2 separate regions of the Callithrix jacchus genome follow, and region 1 is linked to region 2. Evidence: chromatin contacts called from public Hi-C data. All regions are on one chromosome and are shown on one strand. Each heading gives the region's core, a stretch centred on a gene start, on an enhancer-like site or on the middle of the called end of the contact. The rest is flanking DNA. Distances are from core to core; before and after follow the strand shown.

Evidence for each region. A called contact is a pair of places that touch in the nucleus more often than the background predicts.
Region 1: a Hi-C map of skeletal muscle shows a contact between it and region 2, with 4 times the contacts expected there. The contact joins two enhancer-like sites. A contact is called at or near these places in 2 of 3 Hi-C or Micro-C datasets (both in skeletal muscle).

What each region holds. Positions count from the first base shown.
Region 1 is chr4:141,231,080-141,237,377 of calJac240_pri, forward strand. No RefSeq gene overlaps it. Among named protein-coding and RNA genes, the nearest start is that of SGK1, 210 kb to the left of the region's middle. Within about 2 kb of position 3,387, at least 10 of the 16 cell types and tissues checked have an H3K27ac peak or open chromatin away from gene starts, as enhancers often do. A contact at or near this core is called in skeletal muscle, where this site is marked.
Region 2 is chr4:140,872,334-140,879,563 of calJac240_pri, forward strand. SGK1 (serum/glucocorticoid regulated kinase 1) reads right to left here. Exons shown (of 14, transcript XM_078370808.1): 4 at 3,971-4,046; 5 at 3,475-3,550; 6 at 2,929-3,033; 7 at 2,624-2,707; 8 at 2,373-2,504; 9 at 2,010-2,122; 10 at 1,543-1,666; 11 at 997-1,092; 12 at 432-587; 13 at 235-324. Among named protein-coding and RNA genes, the nearest start is that of SLC2A12, 140 kb to the left of the region's middle. Within about 2 kb of position 2,063, at least 7 of the 16 cell types and tissues checked have an H3K27ac peak or open chromatin away from gene starts, as enhancers often do. A contact at or near this core is called in skeletal muscle, where this site is marked.

The sequences.
Region 1 (6,298 bases), core at 2,137-4,636, 360 kb after region 2:
AAATCCCACTGTAGTGGTTATTAAGGCAAAATTCTTCTGAAACATAGTTTTTCAGTGTGTAGGAGGGAGTACAGTAGTGGATATTACAGCACATGAATCATGGTGGTGCTAATTCCAGATTATAAATTGAGTAATATACTATATGCTGAATGGTTTTATTAAGATTAATGGAAAACTCATATTTTATCTAAAGAAATCTGTCTATGTAGCTACATTTGCAAACAAAGATAAATTAGTCAAAAAGCATAAGAACCAAATTGTCCATGGACTTTAGTGGAAAATTAGTTAGTATCTTGGTATTAAATAAATAATAAACTTCAGGTCTTTCACATCCATAATGAAGCTTGGAATGAAAAACATACGATGCTGTCTAAAAAAAAACATGGGATGCTTTTAAAATTAAAGATAGATGCAAATTAGAAATAAAGATGGGGAAGAGGGGACCCCCCAGCAAAGGAAAACATAGCACTAGGAGAGCAGCTACTTGAGCAATGAGATTATGACATTGCATTAAATTACTGTTAAACCAAATTATTTCAATTCAAGCAAAATAGTGGTCTTTATTAGTCATAAACTTTACTATGCTTTTTCCCTTAATTTGCTAATTTTCCTATTGTTCAGACAATGACTAAAGTTAAAGAAAATGCTAATTTGAATCCAAAATCATGGTCAACTCATTAATATTATTATTTGATAAAACTGGAAGAATGTCAGCTTGTATAACTTCTCAGACATGAAAAGATTCATTTACTTAAAAAAATTGTAATCCTGCTTCATACATAAGAAAATCAGCTTATAAGAGGTCAGCACCCTGGCCTACTGGAAAATTAGTAAGTATCTAGAGAAGAAAGGTGCCTAATGAGCCTTATAGTCCTGTTTTAGATATGGAAAGGGCCAAAAGCAGCAAATAGAGTGTGGGGAAGTGGAAAACTTCAGCTAGGCTGGTGGGATCTAAAACCAGAGGACAGGCCGGCTGCGGTAGGTCATGCCTGTAATCCCAGCGCTTTGGGAGGCTGAGGCAGGTGGATCACCTGAAGTCAACAGTTTGAGATCAGCCTGGCCAACATGATAAAGCCCCTTATCTACTAAAAATGCACAGATTAGCCAGGTATGGTGGTGCACACCTGTAGTTCCAGCTACCTGAGAGGCTGAAGCACAAGAATCACTTGAACCTGGGAGGCAGAGGTTGCAGTGAGCTGAGATTGTGCCACTGCACTCCAGCCTATATGACACTGTCTCAAAAAATTAAAAATAAGTCAAACCAGAGAGCTGGACCTCCATTTCAGGACAGAGGACAGGGAAGCTGCCACGGAGGAATGGCTGTGGTGAGCCAGACCTTATGGTGAGCCTGGCAGAGATTGCCATGGCCCAACCATGGCACAGAAACCACCAGACCTCACAGCATTGGACAGCATGGGTCAGGGCATTTGTGGGGGCCAGTGACCAAGGCCCAGACAAGAGGAAGGATGTCTCAGTATCACTATGGTTACCAAGGTCTAGATGCTTCTCATGCTGAACCCCCAGCCCCAACACATACCAAATTCTTGGCATTACATTAACCCTTCTGAAATGAGGCACAGCTATAGGGAAAGGGAGGGTATTCCAAATTAACTGAGATTGAGTCTTAACTGATGACATGGAGTCTCAAACTAGATATTAACTCGAGTTAAAGAAAAATTAAATTTTATTTTTTCCTTATCCAAGTTTGGACTCATAGCAGTTACATGCATTTTTATATGTTTATATATGAATGATCAAAAAATAAATTGTTAAGAGTAGTTGCCTAGGAGAAAGGCTTTACAGTTGGAAGGTGAAGGAGAGACTACAGGTTTTACTTCAAGCACTTTGGTAATGTTTAAATGGTTAAATAGATACTAGTTAAGTAAGTTAATTGACCAAAGTAGTACAAATTGTAAAGGAAAAAAGGCAAGTGCAAAGTCATTTTGTGGTACAGGAAAAAAGTTATGGCACCTTGCCAGCCATGTGATCTCTGTGACAACTAAACTCTGCCATTGTAGTGTGAAAGCAGCTGTGGATAATACTGAGACAAATTAGCCTGGCAGTGTTTCAATAAACTTTATTTATAAAATGGGAGATTGAACCCTTACTCTATAGCAATGAAAACAAACTAGAACTACCTGCAATAACATGGAGGCTCAAAATGTCTATTTTGAGTGAATTATTAGCATCTTCAAACATCAATTTACTAATTTATAATGTGATATATAATTTATAAGTGATATATAATCTCTAAAATTATTGTAAGGCAGTGAGTTTTCTGTTCTTGGAAATGTACAGCCAAATACACTAGAAAAGAGTCATAGTTGTGAAAGACATTGGATAAATAAAGAGCTTTCTAACAATGTTCTCAAGACAATAGCTATAGAAACACAGTGGAAACAGAATTGTTCTAAGAACAGGGCTTGGTTATCAATCCCATGTCTGCCAATGATTTTCTGCATGACTTTGGGCAAGACAATTTCAACATTTGGGTTAGATTACATCTGTAAAGCAGGAGTTCCCAAACTTGGCATTAGAATCGGTCCAAGATTTTAAAAAATATACATGCTATAAATCCAACAGAAATGTCAACAAAACACACTACAAGAATTTGTCAGCAGCACTACTTATGATAACTCAAAACTGGAAACAACCCGAATGTCCATCAGTGAATAAAGAATAGAATAAAGAAAGAAGTGTTGGTGGGTCATGTGGTTGGATACCAAAGAGTGGGGTTCACCAAACTTTGTTCTGTAAAGGACCAGATAGTAACCTTGCCAGCCATGTGATCTCTGTGACAACTAAACTCTGCCATTGTAGTGTGAAAGCAGCTGTGGATAATACTGAGACAAATTAGCCTGGCAGTGTTTCAATAAACTTTATTTATAAAATGGGAGATTGAACCCTTACTCTATAGCAATGAAAACAAACTAGAACTACCTGCAATAACATGGATGAATTTCACAAGAATACTGTTGAGTGAGAGAAGCCACGTACAAAAGAATACATGCTGTGTGATTCCATTTATCTAAAATTTCAGAATTGGCAAACGTAAGCTACGATGTTAAAAGTCAGAATAGAGTGGTTATCTTGGGAGACTGATGCCTAGTAGGGGGCCCAGAGGGTGTCTTCTGGGCTGAATTGCTTTGTTATTTAATGTGAGACTGTGTTCACTTTGTGAAAATTAATCTGTATACTTATAGGGCTTGCACATTTTTTTTTCTGATATAAAGTTTACATCAATGAAAAGGTTACCATAAAAAAACAAATATTTCAGTGTCTCACTCTGTAGAATCCGAGTTGTTGGCCAGGGATGTGGCTTGAGGATCTGTCCTAAGCCTGCCTTGAAGAGGTAAAGTGAGCTAACTAAGGTCACGTTACTGGCACAGCTGAGACAGAGAGCAAGCTCTTACAGCGTTGGGCATGGGGCAAATCAGCCCCGCGGAAAGAGAGCACACAGCATCTGCCCTTGAGAACGGACCCGGAAATGGCTAAAAGAAGTCAAGGTCACATTCCAGACTTCAGCCTACAATCATATTTGCACTGTCGCCTGGATATTCTCACTGACTTCTGCCACCTGGGCAGCACCCAGTTCAGAACTTTGCAGATGGCTAGAATTGCTGGGGAGCTGCCAGAGGGCTTTCAGAACTCAGCATGAGTGCAGGGAGTGCAGCAGCCAGCTCTCCAAGGGGACGGCCTTGGCAGATTTTCCAGCTCTCTGCTCTCTCATAGGAAGGCATTGCAATGTCGCAGACACAGTCTGAAGTGGAGTTTCGAACAGACACAACTTCACATTCTGGTTTTGAAACTTGCTGGCAAATTAGTGAATATTATTCAACCCCAATTTTTCTCATCTGTAAAACAGCCGTAAAATCGATCCCCACTGCATCTTCCTTATCCCTCCCACAGACAAAGGATTTTTTTTTTCATTCAATCTTCATTGAGCTAACATTTATATGCCAAGCACCATCAAGTCTTTTGCAAAGATTGTCTCATATAATTCTTGTCAGTAAAGAAGTTTCATTTCTGATCCTCATTTTATAGTGAAGACACTAGGAATCTGTTGACTTTAAAATGACCTGTCGAAAGTCACACAGGTAAGAGGTGGAACCAATTTCCTACTGAAGTAGTGTGCCTGGGAGCCTGAGCTGCTAACCACTGCTTGTGAGGATGACTGTGCCTGGCAGTTGTCATCCTGTCTGGCCCATGGATGAAATTTAATAGAAGTTAATTCTGCATTTCCTCTTTCCTTAAAGAGCAATAAATTGGAGCTGAGGCCTGGCAGTCAGAAAGCCAAGATTCTAGTGGGCTGGTAAATCACTTCTGTTTCCTTGCAGCATAATGAAAGCCTTGGATCAGATAACTCTCCTTAATCATTTCTTCTGGGCTGAATGAATTTGTACTCCTCTCTACAGGTCTGAATGCTTGCTCTAAACAGAAAATAAGTTTTTCCCTAAAGTTTTATGAAAAAACCTGCACTTGTTTACATAATCTGAGTTTCTTTTGATATTTCAAACATAGATATTATGTACGACCTAAACCTCTTTCCATGCACTCACTCACACTCACCTCATCCCATCTCACAGTCTTATTTGTTGCCTTTACTCCAGGCACATCTAACTCATGGCTGCACATTCCCAAGGGCACCCTAGAAGGAGCATTCTCTTGTTTCGAAAGGCAGAGGTGGGCTGGGCATGATGGCTTATGCCTGTAATCCCAGCACTTTGGAAAGTAGAGGTGGGCAGATTACAAGATCAGGGGTTTGAGATCAGCCTGGCCAATGTGGTGAAACCCCATCTCTATCAAAAACACAAGCATTAGCCAGGCATGGTGGCAGGTGCCTGTAGTCCCAGCTACTTGGGAGGCTAAAGCAGGAGAATCACCTGAACGCAGGAGGTGGAGGTTGCAGCAGTGAGCCGAGATTGCACCGTTGCCCTCCAGCCTATGGGACAGAGAAAGACTCTGTCTCAAAAAAAAAAAAAAAGAAAGAAAAACAGAGGTATCAGTTGGTTTCATCTTGTCTCTGTACCTACACAATTCTATTACTCTATTAACCTATCTGATGTGGAGGTTTATGACATAGAAGTTCTCCCCAGACCCGACCATGAACTTCCCAAACTCATCCAGAACTGAACCACCTATTCCCTTAAAACAATCCAAGCTCGACCAGGTGCGGTGGCTCACGCCTGTAATCCCAGCACTTTGGGAGGCCGAGGCAGGTGGATCACGAGGTCAAAAGATCGAGACCATCCTGGTCAACATGGTGAAACCCCATCTCTACTAAAATACAAAAAATTAGCTGGGCATGGTGGCGCGTGCCTGTAATCCCAGCTGCTCAGGAGGCCGAGGCAGGAGAATTGGCTGAACCCAGGAGGGGGAGGTTGCGGTGAGCCGAGATCACGCCATTGCACTCTAGCCTGGGTAACAAGAGTGCAACTCCATCTCAATAAAAAACAAACAAACAAAAAAAACAATCCAAGCTCTTTTGGTATCTTGCCAACTTGGCAGATAATACTGGATTTTCTACAAATTGAAAAGTGATGATGGTGATGTGTTTTTGGTAAGGATGCTGATAAAATATGACCCTTCTTTATACAAGATGATTTCTTATAAAGGAAAATGAAAATTTTGTGTCAGAGTTGGAAACCACTGGACCATCAAGTACACTTGAAGGGCAAGAAAGATAAATTTACAGAATAAACTAAGGATTGTTTTTATATTATATATTTCTCTGTCATCTGCCCACACCTGAAGCCTAATGAATAGTCAAGGGAGAATTAATTTTGTTCAAGTCATTTCAAAGAGTAAAAGGAAAAGTTAATTTTAATAAGCCAGTATTTTTCTCTTGACCCAAAGATTAGCAGAATTTTGGAATAATGTTTAAAATAAATTGTTATAATACATGGAATATATATTGCAGCATTATATTTTAAAAACAAACCATTACAAAAACACTGTTAATTTTGGAATGCACATGAGCCAGTAGGGTTGAAAGATTTAATGTTTCAGTCATAGGAGTTTGGAATTCCAAAACGCAGAGAACTTGTCACTTGTATTGTTCTGCTTAGTTTGGTTATATTTCAGGAAGTTAGGAGACACTGGGCCCGACCGCGACAGCGCAGATGACAAACCATGATGCGAATGCTTCCTATCTATGGGACAGGAAATGCTCTCAGACCCTGCACGTAATTCTCTTGCAAAGTGTGCTCTTTGTTTTGGGGACATCCATTTGCTTCTTTGTGCTGAATTCTATGTATTGTGTGCAGATGAAACAAAGAGAAAACGGCAGTTACAGGAC
Region 2 (7,230 bases), core at 813-3,312:
AAACAGAAGACTAATGCTCACTTTTTGCCTTTTGATACTTTTAATTGATACATCTGTTTAAAAATTATGGAAGCCTTGTTGGGACATACAAATGTACTTTTTCTGTAGGTAAAATAATGGGTTTATGGAGAAAACATCTGCCAATTTATTCCTTCCTCCCCTCCCCAGGCAATTCTGAATTAAAAGAAATGACCTTTTGGCTTCACTATACTTAGAAAAGAGACAGATACTCACCACATTTGGGTTAAAAGGGGGTGTAATCTTCTTATTAATGAGATCATCCCAGTTAATTAGGGAGAAGAAGACATGACTCTTAATCTCCATCTGTTGGTAAGAAACCCAAGATTCATTTAGACAGTTGCATTCAGTAAGGGTAGGGAGGTCCAGTGCCTGTCCCAGCCGGCCCAGGAGAGCAGGAAAAGATCACTCACAAAGTCATCCTTGGCCCCGAGCCGCTTAGTCCTGTCCTTCTGCAGGAGGCTCTCCAGGAGGTGCCTTGCGGAATTTGTAATATTTGGTTTCAACTGGAGGGGTTTGTTCAGAATGTTGTCGTACATCTCAGCTGTGTTTCGGCTATAAAAAGGAGGCTGAAAGAAGGGGAAAATTATATTACCCATAGAGAAAAAGCTGTAAACTGCAATAAATGTGCTGCTGGATTTGAGACTCCCCCCACCTCGATGTGTTCTTTTCCCTTGCTATTTAAGTGTCTACTTTGCAACCATTATGGGTGTGTGTGTAGGGTGAGAGGACAGATAATAAATGGTAGGTTTTTTTAACCACCACACAGGTTAAGTGTGGTCCTATCTAGTGAAATGTGAAATGCACAGAATAACTAATTAAGTGATTATTCTTATGAAATAGAATTAACCAATATGCCTCTCAGCTGCTTTTGATAAACCTTCTGATAAGGGTAAGACACATGGCCAAGCATGAGCTGTGCTAAGACAATATTCTAAACAGCAGGTGGTGTTTCATGATTCCCATTGCACCACTCACCAGGCCATAAAGCATCTCATACAAGACGGCTCCCAGACACCACCAGTCCACGGTCCTGTCATAAGGCTGCTTATGAAGCACCTCAGGTGCGAGATACTGAAAGATAGACCAGAGAAATGGAGTTCAGAACCTGCAAATGCATTCCACACCCACACGTTTAGTTTGAAAAGGCTGAGAGACCCAGAGCCAGCTTGGAGGATACATATCTTTAGATTACCTGATAAAACTCCTGGACTTTTTGAGGGTGGACTTTATTGGCTACCTTTGTATACTGATATTTAGGAAACTGCTGGGCACTCAACATATCTTACTTGGGGATTTAGAAAACTTTTGGAATGCAGATCTTACAGCTAGTTTTCAGTAAAGCCACAAAGGGCCTTGGGATTTCTCATGCTACATCAAACAGTAAATTCATTTTATTTGCATTGAATTGTACTAAGAAGTTTGAGAGGAGTCTACTCTTTTGGGAGTTAAAGACATGATTGATTGCACATCTCTCACCTGGAAGGCGGGGGTAAAATAGGCACCAAACCAAATTGCGCCTACCTCCGGCGTGCCACAGAAGGTAGAAGTCGTGCTGTTGTGTTCAATGTTCTCCTTGCAGAGTCCAAAGTCAGTAAGGACAATGTGTCCCTGTGAATCTAGCAAAATATTCTCTGGTTTTAAGTCTCTGCAAAAAAGTGAAGACAGAAGTCGTTGCACAAGTTAATTTCACTTAATAAGATATCCTCTGTAAAGTAACTGCTAAAGGTATTAGAAGCATTTTAGGTTCACTGTAGTTCTATAGTGAAGAAAAAAGGGAGGCCTTGTTCTGCTCATCTATTCTGGATTAGGCACAATCCTACTTGGCCGGTTCCCCAGTGGCATGAAGTCAAGCCAGCTCACATGCTAGGGGATCTGGTTTTAGGCAAACAAGTTGCACATAAACATAGATTATTTTAAGGTCCTATCAAAGAGCCAGTGCTACAGTCTCCTTTACACCAAGCAGGTAGCCTTAGAGCTCTCCGGCTTACCTATAAACGATGTTCAGTGAGTGCAGGTAGCCCAAGGCACTGGCTATTTCAGCAGCATAGAAACGAGCCCGTGGTTCCAGGAAGCAGCGTTCCCGCTGGAGATGGTAGAACAACTGCAGGAGACAAACAGAGTCAGTCTGGGTTGCAAATGCATTTAATTAGTTTTGACATACACAGCAAAAGCACAACTGCAGAAAGTAGCCCCCAAGTAATCTATTAACTATTTAAATCTGACATGTTGAAGGAAACGCTAATTCTGGTAACTTTCCCCCCACCAAGTAGCTTTGAAAACTTTCTTCTCAACATAAAACAAAGCAGGCTGTGCAGAGACACTAAGAGTTGACTTCTATTCCCCCTGCTCACCTCTCCACCATTAATGTAGTCCAGGACAAAGTACAATTTGTCAGCAGTCTGGAAAGAGAAGTGAAGGCCCACCAGGAAAGGGTGTTTCACGTTCTTCAACAGAACATTCCGTTCTGACATAATATGCTTCTCCTAGGAAAACGCCAATTCAGATTTAGTGGCAAATATCGACTTGGCACCAAAATTCCAAGGTCAAGATTATTCAAGTTGTGTCTACCTCCAATGCCAACCCCATCAAGCACATCTCATACCTCTTTCTTTTTCAGGATTGCTTTCTTCTGTAAAACTTTGACAGCATAGAACACTTCTTCTGCCTTGTGTCTTGCTAGAAGAACCTGAAATTTCAATTTTAAAAAATTATTCTTCGGCCAGGCATGGTGGCTCATGCCTGTAATCCAAGGCAGGTGGATCACCTGAGGTCAGGAGCTCAAGACCAGCCTGACCAACATGGTGAAACCTCGTCTTAGAAAAAAATTATTTTCCTATCCTCATCCAGGGAGAAGGTAAAATGAATGCATGAAGGAGTATATCAAAACATCTTCAGATTTGAAATTACCTTTCCAAAACTGCCCTTGCCAATCACTTTCAGGAAGTGGAAATCAGATGGTTTAGCATGAGGATTGGACGAAGGACCAAGGTTGATTTGCTGAGAAGGACTTGGCTAGAAAAACAGAAGGATTTTTTTTTTAATAGCATTGCTTTAAAGGAAGACATGTATAATACAGACAATGTAGAAGATGCTACATCTACAAATGACTGAGGCAAATGACCGTACATCCCATTCAAAACTGTATCACAAGCCATTTCAAATGAGTATGTAAACTGTACACAATCATGTTGTTTCAGACAGATAAAACATTTTAATAAAATATGCCTTTTAAAATCCACCTTGGAAGTAAAGTATGCCCAAGAAAAAAATACAATCAAATAATACTCTAACTCAATACTTAAATGTTTGTTATCATTTGTTATGCCATAAAGTAATGAAGCATTCTTGCCTTAATACTAATCTCTGGAAATGCTATTTTAATCCATCAGTGTAGGAATACTAACTGAGCTCCCTTAGTTCTCCACAGATGCACTGCACATAGAGAATACTTACTGGAGGAGAAGGGTTGGCATTCATAAGCTCAGGCTCCTGAGGTTGGGAGATTTTCAAGATGGACTGAACTTCAGGGCTGCAGGAAATAAAGTGATGATTTAGAATCCAGCTCGCCACTAGGGGGCACACTAACATCACTAGTGAGTTTCTGGCTCTACTGACTTCTACCCGGATAATTCAGGGTTTAAACTGAAAACACACCAATACATTGAGAAGAAAATACTAAACCCCGTTAAATACAGAAATAAGGACTGTTGTCCATGGAGAAAGGGCGTGAATTTGGAAGACACGAACCATTTATCTTACATCTCCAGGTCAAATCAGCAAATTAACTTTAATGTTTAAAATGTGTCAAACATTAGAATTTAAGGAGAAAAGAGATCCCCACCCCAGAAGAAGTCTTCGCCTTCCCGATAAACGCAGTGAGAAGTGTTTACTGCTGGCAAATTCCAACTATACTAGTCACTCTTATTTCCTCGAATCCCGTCAAACTTACTGTTTGCATGCATAGGAGTTATTGGCAATCTTCTGAATAAAGTCGTTCAAGCCCATCCTCCTCTGCTTCATGAAAGCTGTGGGTTAAGGAAGAGAAATAAAGAAACGTTTAGACGGCTTCATAACGTCCGGCGCCACATACACTAATCTGATCTGGGACTTTCAAAAAATGTCCACTTTGCGTCTCCCGGAACCGAAGTCCCCCGCCTGACTCCTGCACTCACCGATGAGAATTGCCACCATGCCCCTCATCCTGGAGTAAGTGAGGGTGCCCTTAGCAGCCTCGGTTTTCACCGTCATCACCACCGCGGGGAAATCAAAGGACGTTAGCGCCCGGAGACCTGCTAGGCGTCTGCTGCGCTGAGATGCGCGCCTGGCCTTATAAGCGAGGCGCCACCGCGGGGCGGGGCCTGCGCGACCATTAAAACGTCCCCGCCCTCCTCCCCCGCCCCGACCGCTTCCCGGTTTGCCGGTGGCGTCGGTGCCCGCGGCCGGCGGTTCTGTCCCCATTGAGAGGGCGAGCCCCGGGCGGGGGTGGGGGCGGGAGGACCGCCCGGGGAGGGCTTGGCGCGGGGCCCTTATCGGCCTCCATCGGCCCCCGAAGCGAGAGCAAGGGAACTCGCCGGCAGAGCGCGCGAGGAGGGCGGGAGAGCCCGGGGTAGTTTTCCACCTCTCTTTTATTGCGCCGCCCGAGGAAGCCGGGGTCGCAGCGCCGAAGCGCTTCCCGACGGGTGCGCGGCGGCCACAGTGGCTTCGCTCACCCGCTCCCTGCAGGTTCTCTCTCGGCGGCCTGGCGCCGTTCCGCGACCGGACCCCCACACTCCTCCCCAGCCCGAGCCGGCGGCGCGCGCCACCCGCTGGGGTTATCTCTGGGGCGCGGGGCGGCGCGCGCGACCTCGCCTGCCGGGTCCACCCGCCCCCGCCGCCGGGACCCCAGCCCGCCAGCACTCCTGCGAAAGCCGGCCCGGGCCGCCGAGCTCGCTCTGGGGAAGTGAGCCAAGCTGGGAGCCGAGCCGTCCTGGGGAAGTGAGCCAAGTCCCCAGCGGGCCGGCGGCGGCGCTTACCCAGTCCACTCAGCAGGAAGGACTCGCTCCTTTTCTGCGCCTCGGCCCTCTTTTTGTGGCGGGGCCGCAGCAGGGACTCGAGCCGGGCCCTGGCCAGCGCGCCCTGCATCTCCCCCATGGGCAGCGGGCGGCGGGGCGCGCGGCGGGCGAGAGCGACCGGCGAGCACTGACGTTTCCTTGAAGGAGCCGCCGTGACTCAGGCCGGGCAAGATTTCCTGCCCCAAGTCCCAAAACAAACAAATGGCCCTTGTGCACGGTCGGGTCGCTTCCGAAAACGCCTTTTTTGTGCTTTTGGCCAAAACCAAGCAAGGCTGAAAAATCCCAGAACTTGGAAGAGGAGGAAGGAAGGAAAGAAAGAGGGAAGGGGGGAGGGAGAGGTCAGGAATGTGGAGGGGAGGGGGCGGAAATAAAAGTCGTCTCTGCACCAAAGGAAAAAAAAAGCACAATCTGCATTTCACTTTTTTTTTCTTAAGTAATCTCTGAGAACATTTTGTCCGTTCCGCATGTAATTTTTTTCCTTGCATTTTTAATCTCTGCCATGCCAGGAACACGTGAGGAGGTAACAAGTGAAGGGAGAGGTAGCTTTGCCTGGGGGGCGGGGGCCGACCTGGCGTGACCCGGGCATCCTTCGATTCCCCTAGAGGGCCTGCTCCTCTCGCGTTCTCCCACCTGAAAACCCTGCAGGTCACGATACATGGTCTTAAAACCGTCCCTACCCCTCCTTGGGTTTAACTCAACGCTGCCCCGGGGCTCGTCTTAGTTTTGCCACCTCGCTCTTTCGAGTTCCACATAAACTGACTTCATTCTGAAAGATTAGTCCTTCTCCACTGCAGAAGACAGGGAAGGAAGGGAAGCTGGAGGCGGCGGCCCGGGCTCTGCCGGTGCCTTCCAGTAACCCCGCGGCTGGGGGTGTCTGGGAGCCGCAGCCTGACCGCCGGCGCGGGGACGCGCGCCAGTGCTGGCTGGGAAGCCGCGAGCACAGCGACCCGGCCGGGAGCGGGCAGACAGTTACAAGTTACCACTATTCGGAGGGCCAGGTACCTGGCGCTCGCTGGTGCTGTCTGCGGTGGCTGCCCTGCCATGACCTCTTGCTGCCAAGGGCTCTGCCATTTTAAAGTTGCCCACTGGATCTGGCATAGCCCCAAAATGCCAGCTGTCAAACCCGGAACAGCATGTGAAACGCCTTTTCCTTGGTCTTGGGCAGGTGTTTGTTTTGCAGGCACAACCACCCCACTTGCCCTAAAGTGATCTCTAGTCTCAACTGCTTCTCGGTTAGCTTTGTTGCAACCGTCCCAAACCGAGAGAAGGGAAACACACATTCCTTCTCCTGGAGTCTGGCTGGGAAATTTTGCTCAGTGCCTACACTTTTAAAAAGCACTTAAACTAGTACCTAAAATTGACACGCCAACCTAAAGCAATGTTTAAACGATTGCAAATCACAGCAACTGGCCCATGTCTGCTTCCTCTTGCACAGAATCTTCATAGAATATGACTTCGTTATTGCCAATGCCACCCATGTCATGTCCCACCATTCAACTAGCCTAGCCCAGCCTAGCCCAGCTCCCACCTGGTTCCTTCCCCTCCTGAGAGGAAAAATTTTTTCAGACTGCCCAGAAACATCAACCTGCACACAGACTTTTGCATGTTTGTTTTCAAACATAATTAAGAAACCTGCAACCAAAGACGCTCTCCTACACCGCACCTTGTGTGCCTTCCCCATGCCAAGTAACCCCAGATCCTCCAAGGCATCTGCAAAATATAGTACTGTAAGTACTAACCTTTTAAAGGGGATTTTTTAGTTTCATCTTTCATTCTTCGTGTTGCCCAAGAATATGCAGGTTGGGGATTACTTCTGGAGGCTGGCAATAGAGCTCAGTTATGGCTGGAGTAAGCCTCCCTGCATATGCCTCTGATAAGCTGGAAGCTCTGAGATCACATGAGAGGCGGCTGTCCCTGTTCTGTTACGAACCCCACTTTATATCAAGGCAATTTAAATACAGGAAGGGAGCAAGCTGCAAAGTTCAACACTGGGCCATTTATTTTCCCCATTGCAACATCACTCAGAAAATTACAGTCATCAGCGTCCTAGCTTTATTACACCCCCAGCACGACACACAAGAGATGTAACTCAACTGATGATCATCACAAATCAGTCCAGAAAAAATTCAAAACACATGCACAGGGTTCATTTTCTCAA